Linked DNA regions of Gossypium hirsutum: region 1 is linked to region 2. The links are chromatin contacts, called in public Hi-C maps. All regions are on one chromosome and are shown on one strand. The core of a region is the stretch at or near the end of the contact, and the rest is flanking DNA. Distances in the headings are between cores, read along the strand shown. Region 1 holds the start of LOC107899348 (rop guanine nucleotide exchange factor 7). Region 2 holds the start of LOC107899340 (delta-1-pyrroline-5-carboxylate synthase).

What was found. A called contact is a pair of places that touch in the nucleus more often than the background predicts.
Region 1: a contact with region 2 is called in a Hi-C map of leaf, with 2.0 times the contacts expected there. The contact joins the promoter of LOC107899348 here to the promoter of LOC107899340 in region 2. A contact is called at or near these places in 5 of 34 Hi-C or Micro-C datasets (callus, leaf and seedling).

The regions. Positions count from the first base shown.
Region 1 is chrD04:46,337,813-46,342,802 of Gossypium_hirsutum_v2.1, reverse strand. It overlaps LOC107899348 (rop guanine nucleotide exchange factor 7), which reads left to right and starts at 2,723. Exons shown (of 7, transcript XM_016825035.2): 1 at 2,723-3,632; 2 at 3,715-3,831; 3 at 3,928-4,082; 4 at 4,196-4,270; 5 at 4,353-4,643; 6 at 4,718-4,990. The coding sequence starts at 3,041. It also overlaps the pseudogene LOC107898190.
Region 2 is chrD04:46,024,027-46,029,055 of Gossypium_hirsutum_v2.1, reverse strand. It overlaps LOC107899340 (delta-1-pyrroline-5-carboxylate synthase), which reads left to right and starts at 1,744. Exons shown (of 20, transcript XM_016825020.2): 1 at 1,744-1,917. The coding sequence starts at 1,837.

The sequences.
Region 1 (4,990 bases), core at 1,474-3,973, 310 kb before region 2:
GTATTCAAGTATAACAAGTGATTCTGCTATTGGTTTTTCATTATGGAGAAGAACAGGAACTTTCTTATGAACTGGATTGTATTTCAAAAGCAAAGGGCTCTTATTTTTATAGATATCCTCTTCTATATATTCGTATGGAACACCTTTCAATCGCAAAGCCAGCTCTACCCCCCGGCTAAAAGGGATTGCCCATGTTCCAAAAACCTTCACTTCTTCACCTTTTATTTTTTATTTTTTATTATTTTATTTCAACTCTTGTAGGGAATACTATGGTTTGAAGCTATTAGTCGAGGGAGGAGTTCATAGTTTTCTTGGGGAAGAAGAGAGGTTGGCTTTCATCATCATCTTTACTTAATCAGTGACGGTCTAAGGGAGACGGAAGTGGTTAAGATGTTTAAGTTAATTAGTGACATATATATAATGGACAGTCAGAAAGGAGACGAAGCAATGAGCATGGGAGAAAGCTCAGTTTTGTAGATTTTTAAGTTAATAATTAACATATATATAATGGACAGTCAGAAAGGAGACGAAGCAATGAGCATGGGAGAAAGCTCAGTTTTGTAATACTAAATTAACCAATTCCAGAGAGAAATCCAATAAGAAAAACACGATTCCATGAGGTAAAGATGATACATTATCCGGAAATAGCACAACATTAGATGCAAAGACACAAGTTGCCTTTGAGCTACTACGCACAAAATCACGAGGAAATAGGATTAATCGGTCCATCCATTGCCAGATAGCCAATTCTTTAGAAAGGCGATTAGTTTATGTGTAGGAGGCAGGTGTCGCTTAACAACGTTGCAGTCTACAAACTCTTCACAGCATTTGATCAACACAGGGCACTCATCTGCTGTCAAAAAATCTAGTCCTGAATCTTGTTGAATGTCAAGTAGTCCTATGGTGTCTCCCCCAAAGAATTTCTTTCCCTTGAGTACACTTTCAAGTGTTTTCAGACACATTCTTACTTCTTCCATGGCCTTGTCCCGGTGCCCAAAACAGCTTTCCACACTGGAGGCATGCACTACATTAAACACAAAGGAAACATTCAGAAACCAATACAGATGATCTCCTACGTTCAAAAACTTCATAGATAACGAGGTATAAGCTTTGCTGAAACCAGATTCCATAATCCATATCCACAACCTGGAGTTGTTTTGTAGGTTCTTTAATCATAAATGGGGCTTTTACTGAGAAAATGGGCTCATGGTTTGGACTTTTGTTAGCCTAACTATTTTTGGGTCAATCATAAACCCATCCTTCTCGTGACTAAATTTTTTATTCAATAATCAATCATCACTCAAAAAAAAAAAAAAAAAACCCCTCAAATCAACAAATCTATTTCATATTATTTTTAAGAGAAAACATAATTTTTGGGTCTTGAATTTTGTAATTATGTCTACTTATTCATTTTAGCATCTAAATTTAATAATTAGATTCGATTTGATCCTTAAGCTAAAAAAATATAAAAAAAATGATAATGTGACACTTTAAGATTGTGCCATATTATCGCTTAAAATTTTAAAAAAATTATATAAAATTTCAGGTGATGATGATGTGGTATAATTTTAGAGTGTTACATATAATGTTTAATAACCAAAATGGATCTAATTTTTTTTAAAAAAAAAGAGTACAATTATAAATACTAGAGTAGAATGTAGTTGCAAAATTTAAGGGCCAAAAAATAGAATATCCCTTGATTTTAAAAATAGTTTTAACTTGGGGCTACTTAAATACAGACATTGTTGGTTCAAACTTGAAAGCTGAAAAAGGAAAAAGAAAAGAAGGGGAGGACTTTGGATTCAAATTTCAAAACCTACCATTTCATTTAAATGTGGATGCTGCAAAAACCCAAAATAAATTTATAAAAATAAAGGGGTTTCCTCACACCCCTAACAGTTCCCTGTTTCCCCCTCTAACAAAGTTTAAATAAAATTGGAAGTGGAAATGGACCACCTCCAATTCCATTTTATATAATTATAATTATCCTCAAATATTCTTAATTAATGTTTAAAAAATAAATGAAAATGTACTATTATTGCATCACATCTTAATTACTCGTTTTCCAAATTAAAAGAAACATTGTTTTACCCTTCCCATAATTTTATTATAATCTAAACCTTCAAAAATACTAAATATTTAATATTAAAATTTTACATTATCTTTTTAAAAGTCCTAATCACTTATTTCGTCTATTCTACTTCTAAATCATTTATTCATTCTCAAAAATCATTCCGGTAAATTTTCAATCAATTACAACCAACCATAATTCAAAAGTAAGTCACGCAAAAAAAGAAGAAGAAAAGATTATGATCAAACCAATCTTAACTCCCAAAGGAAAATTAGATTTTAATGAAACTAAGCATTAAAATTTCTTTCCAATGGATTAAATGGTAAACCATTTTAAAAAATTAATAGGAATAAATTTATGAGTAAAACTGAAATGTGAATCATAAAAGCAAAATTGGCATTCAATTCGAATAAAAGTTGGTGAGGGTTGATATGTATATCATCCTGTTGAATTTCATTTACAATTCAAAGTAAGGAGGAAATGATAAAAGTTTGATTTGGGTTTGGAAAAGAAGATTAGACAATGTGGAGCGCTTAAGCAGCATAATTAAAAGTGAACAACAACTTTTCCTTTACACCGAGAACTGGTAAATTTTGAAACTAAAGGCATTGTGCATCTTATTAGGATCTTAAAAACAACATAAATTGAAAGGATAGACGTCATGGATTTGAATGGATAGATCCTCCCATCACCACCCTACTTTTAATTTTCAAACAAAGCCTAGACATTGTCAAGCCCTTTTCTTGTCTGCTTAAGAACATGACAACTTAGGAAAAATAACAAAAAGGAAAACTGGGGATTCTCTTCAAATAGTTATTACCAGCTTTACTCCATAATATAAGACCACAAAGCTTCACACTTTTTTCTTTCATACATTAAGAAAAAATTAAGGAAAAACCCATATCAAATTTCTGAGTTTTTTTTTTTTTTACTTCCATTCTGCCTCAAAGCAGGCATGGTTTTAGCCTTATGGATGGACCTTTCATCCACCGAGAGCAAATAGGCTCAACCCAACAACAAGATTACCAGTTCAAGCTTTGTTTGCCTGTACCAAAGCTAAAAGCTAGTAGCTTTTGGGTTCCAAAATCTGTTAAAAGCTTGTGCTACAGAGCTATAGAGCCAAATGTGTGTTGCTTAGAGAGATTAGATTATGGTGGTACAATAGTTAACAACTCTGCTGTTTGTGATTCACCTGGTGTTCTTGAAGAAAAGAGAGCTGACATGGAGGGTTTGGTTGAGAAGAAAGAAAGGATTGAAGAGAAGATTAAAAGCTTTGGTGAAAATGGGGTTCAAATGGGGACCTTTGCTGTGTTACTTGAAGACAAGGGTCGTGAAAGTAGCTCAAGTTCTGATCTTTTCACATCAGAAACAACAGTGCATGAGGAGGAACACAGTCACAGTAGTTCTGAGGAAGACTTATATTCACCACCTTCATTGGATTGGCATGGGCACGAAATTGCTGAAACAGAAGACAGCAGCATCTGTAGTAGTTTTAGTGAAGATAGAAAGAAACCCCCCATGGATGATAGGAAATTGGAGAAACAAGGTTCCACGGTTTCAGGTATTATGACTACTATAAGAAAATGTCTCTCATTTTCCTTGTTTGATCCATTTTATTGATGTATTTCGTAATGGGGTTGCAGAGATTGAGTTGATGAAGGAAAGATTTGCAAAATTGTTGCTTGGTGAAGATATGTCTGGGTGTGGAAATGGTGTTTGCACTGCCTTGGCTATTTCAAATGCCATCACCAATCTTTGTGGTATGTTGACTATTTTTCTTTAAACATAGTTTCTTTTATCTGTTTAATTTCTCCATGTGGCATTTGTTTCTCATTCACTTTGCCTTAACCACGCAGCCACCTTATTTGGGCAAATATGGAGGCTAGAACCAGTACCGCTTGAGAAGAAAGCAAAGTGGCGAAGAGAGATGGAATGGTTTCTTTCTGTTAGTGATCACATTGTTGAGTTGATACCGTCGTGGCAGACATTCCCAGATGGAAGCAAGCTTGAGGTGAAGCTTTGATTTAAAATGTGACATTAGGGCAGCTCTAAAATCTAGTGAACAATTTGTATCTAATGGTGGATTTGTAGTTTAAATTTCAATGGCCCTTGCTGTGATTTCAGGTCATGACGTGCAGGCCCCGGTCGGATCTTTATGTTAATCTCCCAGCTTTAAGAAAATTGGACAACATGCTTCTTGTAAGATCCACCGACTTTTATTGCAATATGGAAACATGGTTCTGTTGTAGAGTTCATTTTTAATGTAGAGTTGTTTTTGCAGGAGATATTAGATAGCTTTGTTGATACAGAGTTCTGGTATGTTGACCATGGGATTCTAGCTCAGGAGGCTGCTGGATCAACCCCATTTCGGAAAGCCCTTCAGCGTCAAGAGGAAAAATGGTGGCTTCCAGTGCCTCGAGTGCCCGCAGGAGGCCTCGATGAAAATTCAAGGAAGCAATTGCAGCATAGACGTGACTGTGCGAACCAGATCCTAAAAGCTGCCATGGCTATCAACAACATTACTCTTGCTGATATGGAAGTCCCTGAATCATATTTTGAGTCTCTTCCAAAGGTAAAAGAATTAGATGTACTGTGTACGTGTTCTAGGAAGCGCTGATTGTTAACTTCTGCTAGAATTTGTTTCAGAATGGCCGAGCAAGCTTAGGAGATCTCATTTATCGCTATGTTTCATCTGATCTGTTTACTCCTGAATGTCTTCTTGATTGCCTTGATTTGTCCTCCGAGCATCAAGCTATAGATATCGCCAACCGAGTGGAGGCCTCAATATATCTGTGGCGCAGAAAGACCAATACCAAACCTGTCAACAACACATCCCGCTCTAGTTCAAAGTCGTCATGGGACATGGTTAAGGATCTAATGGTTGATGCTGAAAAGAGAGAAATACTTGCAGATAGAGCT
Region 2 (5,029 bases), core at 495-2,994:
ATGGTTTAGAAGAGAAAACTTATTTTCAAGGATCAATTCAGTATTGAAATTCACCGAGTCTAAGGCTGAGACTTTATATTATTGCTTACGAAATTTGATTCCATTTCTTATTTTATTTTCAATTAATATAATTGTTTATTGTTGCTCTTTCATTTTATTTACTTTCTAAACATTTTCATCTCCCCTTATTTGTTTTATTTTTTCCTGCAAGTTTGTCTCATGTTGTGGGCACGACTATTGCCGCGACAATAATTCTGCTCACAATAAAGGCGAAATTAGATAACCAATCCCTGTAGATTCGACCCTATTGCTCTAAATTGCTATTTAGTGTTATTTTATCGTAAGAATTTATATTTGGTGGTTTCAACGCCCATCAGTTGAGTTTTTTTTATTTTTATATATTATGTAGTTTATATTATATTAAAATTAAAAATATAATAATTTTTATGTCAATATTAGATTTAATTTTTGTAAAAATCTTAAAAAATTGTTTTCACATATTTTTATTAAACCTTTTATTAAAAAATGAAAAATAACATGGAGGGCATAAATGTACTTTCATTAATCATTTACACATATTTTGAGCGAAGATGAACTTGAGTGACATAGTATGGTATCGATAAAATAAAAAGACCCACCTCAACCAAATTATGGACAGCTCCAACAGTCGAAAATTTGTTTTTAAGGATTTTTAACAAAATGTTATAGCATATGAATTTTTTTTTACCAAAATTTATATATTGATAATATATTAAATATAAATAATATATAAATTAATGAAATATTGATTAAAATGATAAAACTAAGATATGTTGAAGTGTGATCATGTAAACCGCATAAAAAATTTCAATTTTTTGATGGTATTTGATTAACTTATTGTACCAACATGGACAACAACTTAATAATATAGTATTGTTAACAGGTAATCATATATATATATATATATTACTTTACAAACTCTGCCACAACTGCGAAGAATCAGTAGCGTAATGGAATCAAACATCTGCAATTATTGATATGGTTACAAAAGGGTGCACAAGGGAGTGAAATGATTAGCCCCAAAGACCCAATGCATTGTCTTTTGACAACCAGAGACGACAACACCAAGTGCCTACATTGGCTCTCAAGTCTTAACAAACATATAAAAATCCTATTTCTTCAATTCTATAATCACTGTGGAGGCTGATTCATCGTCCCTGATCATTACCATAATGTTTCACTTTCGTATAATATATTGAGGAATCAAATGGAAATTTGTCACTTGCTTTACAAACAACAATATCCAAACACGTCATGTGAATCAAGATCTGCCACGACTTTTAATTTACTCAACAAAAACACTTGTCCTCACAAGATATTTTATTTTAATAGCCTGGGACATTTTTCTGCTGCTGAAACCTGGGTGTGCTCCTAGGCGAAACGACTTGCATGGTTTTACCTTATAGGATCAGCAATTGGGTGTTAAAGTGGGACATTGGTACACACCTAGACTAGAAAAACAAAGTCCAAGAGAGACGTGAATCACTTTTAAACTAAACAAATGAAAAAAGCCGACCATTTCTCACGTCTTTCAGGTGTGACTAAAAGTCGTGCATTGATTTTGGTGCCGATCTTGCTTTGTCTCTTACCGCAGCATATTTCAAAGCTTAGGAGTACGTGGCGATATCTCCATCGCCCGCGTTGTTTTCTTCCCCTAATGATTGGAGGGTATAAATACGAAGATCTAATCAACCTGATTTCTGAAATAAAACACCACCATCGTCTTCGAGTCGCCTCAACCACCCAATTTAACTCAGAAAAAGCGGCAGTTGCCGATCTGACGCAGTTTTCCAGGAGATGTGGCTTTGTCCCTTCGCTGAGAAGGCCATGGAATCTGAACGAACTTTCATGAGAAACGTGAAGCGTGTGTTCGTTAAGGTTAGCTAAGTGTTTAAGAGTTTCAACCCAATCTTTATTTTCTTATTTTGAAAATGGAAAGAGACTAATGGAGGGAAATCTGATTTTGATTTCCTTAATTAAGAGATCAACGTATTTAAATTGTATACCTATTTCTTATCAAATAGGATTACTTAATCCTATATTTTCTAACTTGCAATTAGACCTGTTCATGGGTCAACCACCCGACTCCACTTGAAATGTGAGAGGTTTAGGCAAAAATATAAGTCTGTTTAAAAAATAGATCAGGCCTCAAGTAAGGTATTTTTGGCCCTGGCCCGACCCGAATTCACTAAATGACAAAAAAAATTATTTTTTAATATTATTTTCTTGTTGTTTTCTCCCTATTTTACTACCATTTTATTATTATGTTGCTACTATTTTGTTGTTATTGTTTTGATGTTGTATAAAACTTATTTTATTGTTAAATTTGTTATTATTTTAAAGACATTTGTTAATTTTGTTATTATTTTAGAGGCATCTATCTTAGTGTTATTTAAGTAAACATATTTTTTAAATTTATTTTCAATTTGTTGGGAATTATTTATTTTGATATTTTTAGTATTTTTGATGTATTATATATATTTTAAAATTTTATAAAAAATAATATAAAAATTAATATGGGTAGGCCAGGTCGGGACCGGGTTTTAGCATTTTTATCCGGGTCGGGCTTGGGTAAAATTTGAGGCTCATTTTTCGAGTCGATCCGAGCTCAAGCTCAGGCCTAATAAATGGGCCTAAATTTTTAATTGAACCTGGCCCGGCCCATGCACACCTCTACTTGCAACTACTATTTTCTTTTTTATTTAATTTCTATAAATATACTTTTTTTTATTTGTGGTTTAAAAATATTTTATCTACTCGGAAAAAGAGTTCACATGCATTCTATTGGTTTTTATAATTTTTATTGGTATCGACCAAACTATAGATTAAAAAAAGTACTTTTATAAATTATTTTTTGTCTCAAATGCACTTTTAAAAAGCTCAAAAGCATTATATATAACAATGTTTTTATTTTAAAAGTGTTTTTATCCCGACAGTACTCTCTTATTTTTCTATATCTATATTTATAATAAGCTTTAAATTGAATGGTGTCACGAATTAACCAAAAATAAAGCTCAATTAAAAAATTATTAAAATGCTTTTACTTTCACGAAGTAATAAATATCTATACTTATTTATATTAAGCTTTTGATTGAGTTAGTGTCACGAGTTAAACAGACACCAACTCGATTTGAAAATTATTAAAATAACATTATTTTTATAAAGTAATAAATATCAATATAAGAGTGTTTTTTTATGTTTTCAGTAAATTAATATTATGGTAAATTTTGTGTTTAAATACGAATTAAGTTGTTATTTCTAATATAGTATAAAAAAAACTAAATTTAAAATATTAATATTAGGGTTGGTTATCATTAGTTTCAAATTAAAAATTGAATGTATATTTTAAAAAGAAAATCTGACTAAATTTGATAAATCAGTTTATTTTGATGCGATTTTTCTCAACTGACTAACACTTAATTGTCTAACTTTGTGATCATTGCTTCCATGGATAAATGAACATCCAAGTGTTTACATGTTAATTGACGTGATGATATTTTCCATAGATTTTTCTCGTTGATTATGGCAAAACACAATTTCATGGATGTATTTGAGGGCTTCCAACAATATCACCATTATTACTCCTATATATCTATACTATTATTTACGTCTTTTAAGTTAATAAAATTATGAAAAGATCCTTCTAAAATTAAAATAAATTATATGATTCGAAAGTATTTTAATCTTTTTACTTAAAAAATTTAATAAAAATTACACGTGAAGTTAGATTAGAATTTGTACTATTTACAACCATAAAACATTAACTTTACTACAACACTAAAACTTTATTTTAATATAATATTTACATTTTGCTTGGATTATGCATACTTTATTATCTTCGTCGATTGTATATTAATGATGTTTTTAATTGAGTTTGTTTTATAAGTCAACTCGATACTAACTCACAATTCATGACAACACCACAATAAATAATTATAATGCATTTAATATTCTTAATTTGATGTATTTATGTGTTTAATTTTCATTTTACTCACAATTTAATCTAACTTTTTTTTTATTTTAATATCGTACATATTTCATGCATTATTATAATTAATTAATTCCAAACCATGCATTTCTTTATTTATTGTATGCTATTTTTAAACACACATTTGTGTTCTATATACCTAGTTTTCACACGCGTACGTATGTGATAGTATTCCTAATATTAGATTATGACACATTTACTATGTGAGTAGGTATATAAAAATATAAAATTCAAATATGACTTTCGTTGAAATAGCAAAAAGCATCATATATTAAATTTAAATCTCATGATTTGTGAATGAATTTTTCTAAATTTATTAAATATTAAAAAAATAAATAACTTCAAAATAATATTTATTTCGTTGGAAGTATTTAATAAATTCACAATTAAATTTGAATATGATTGATGAGCCACTTAATAGATCGAGGACACCCAATTTAACTGTAGAAAACATACTATTCTCATAATTAATTTAATTTTTAGTTAATTTTTTTTATATTATTTAGATAATAAAAAAAAAACCCTAATAGTATAGATAGATGCTTAATAGATTCCAATAGGCATCTGGATGAAATGTAGGGGGAGGTAATGGACATAGCCTATTTTCTATTTTCTTTTTCGAAAAGAATGTAGGTTTTTCATTCACATAATGGATGTGAAAATGATATCTTTTTCTGTATGCCTAAGTACTCAGATGAAAGCTATCCCATGTGATATTGTTGATGTGGCAACTGCTGCCGGGATTCCCTACGGACCAACCCAGACTACACGACAACTACATCAAATCAACTATAACCATAGAAAAATTTAAAATAACAAAACAAAAAACAAATTTTATTTTTTAAAAAATATATATTTTTATATTTCTATCCTTTTTGTTCGGACTTGGGAACACTATTTAGTATTTATTGAAATTACTTGGACGTGGCAAACCGCTACACTCATTCATCTTCTTCACAACTTCTGAAACTCCATAAAAAAAAAAAGTTGAAAGCTTTTTAA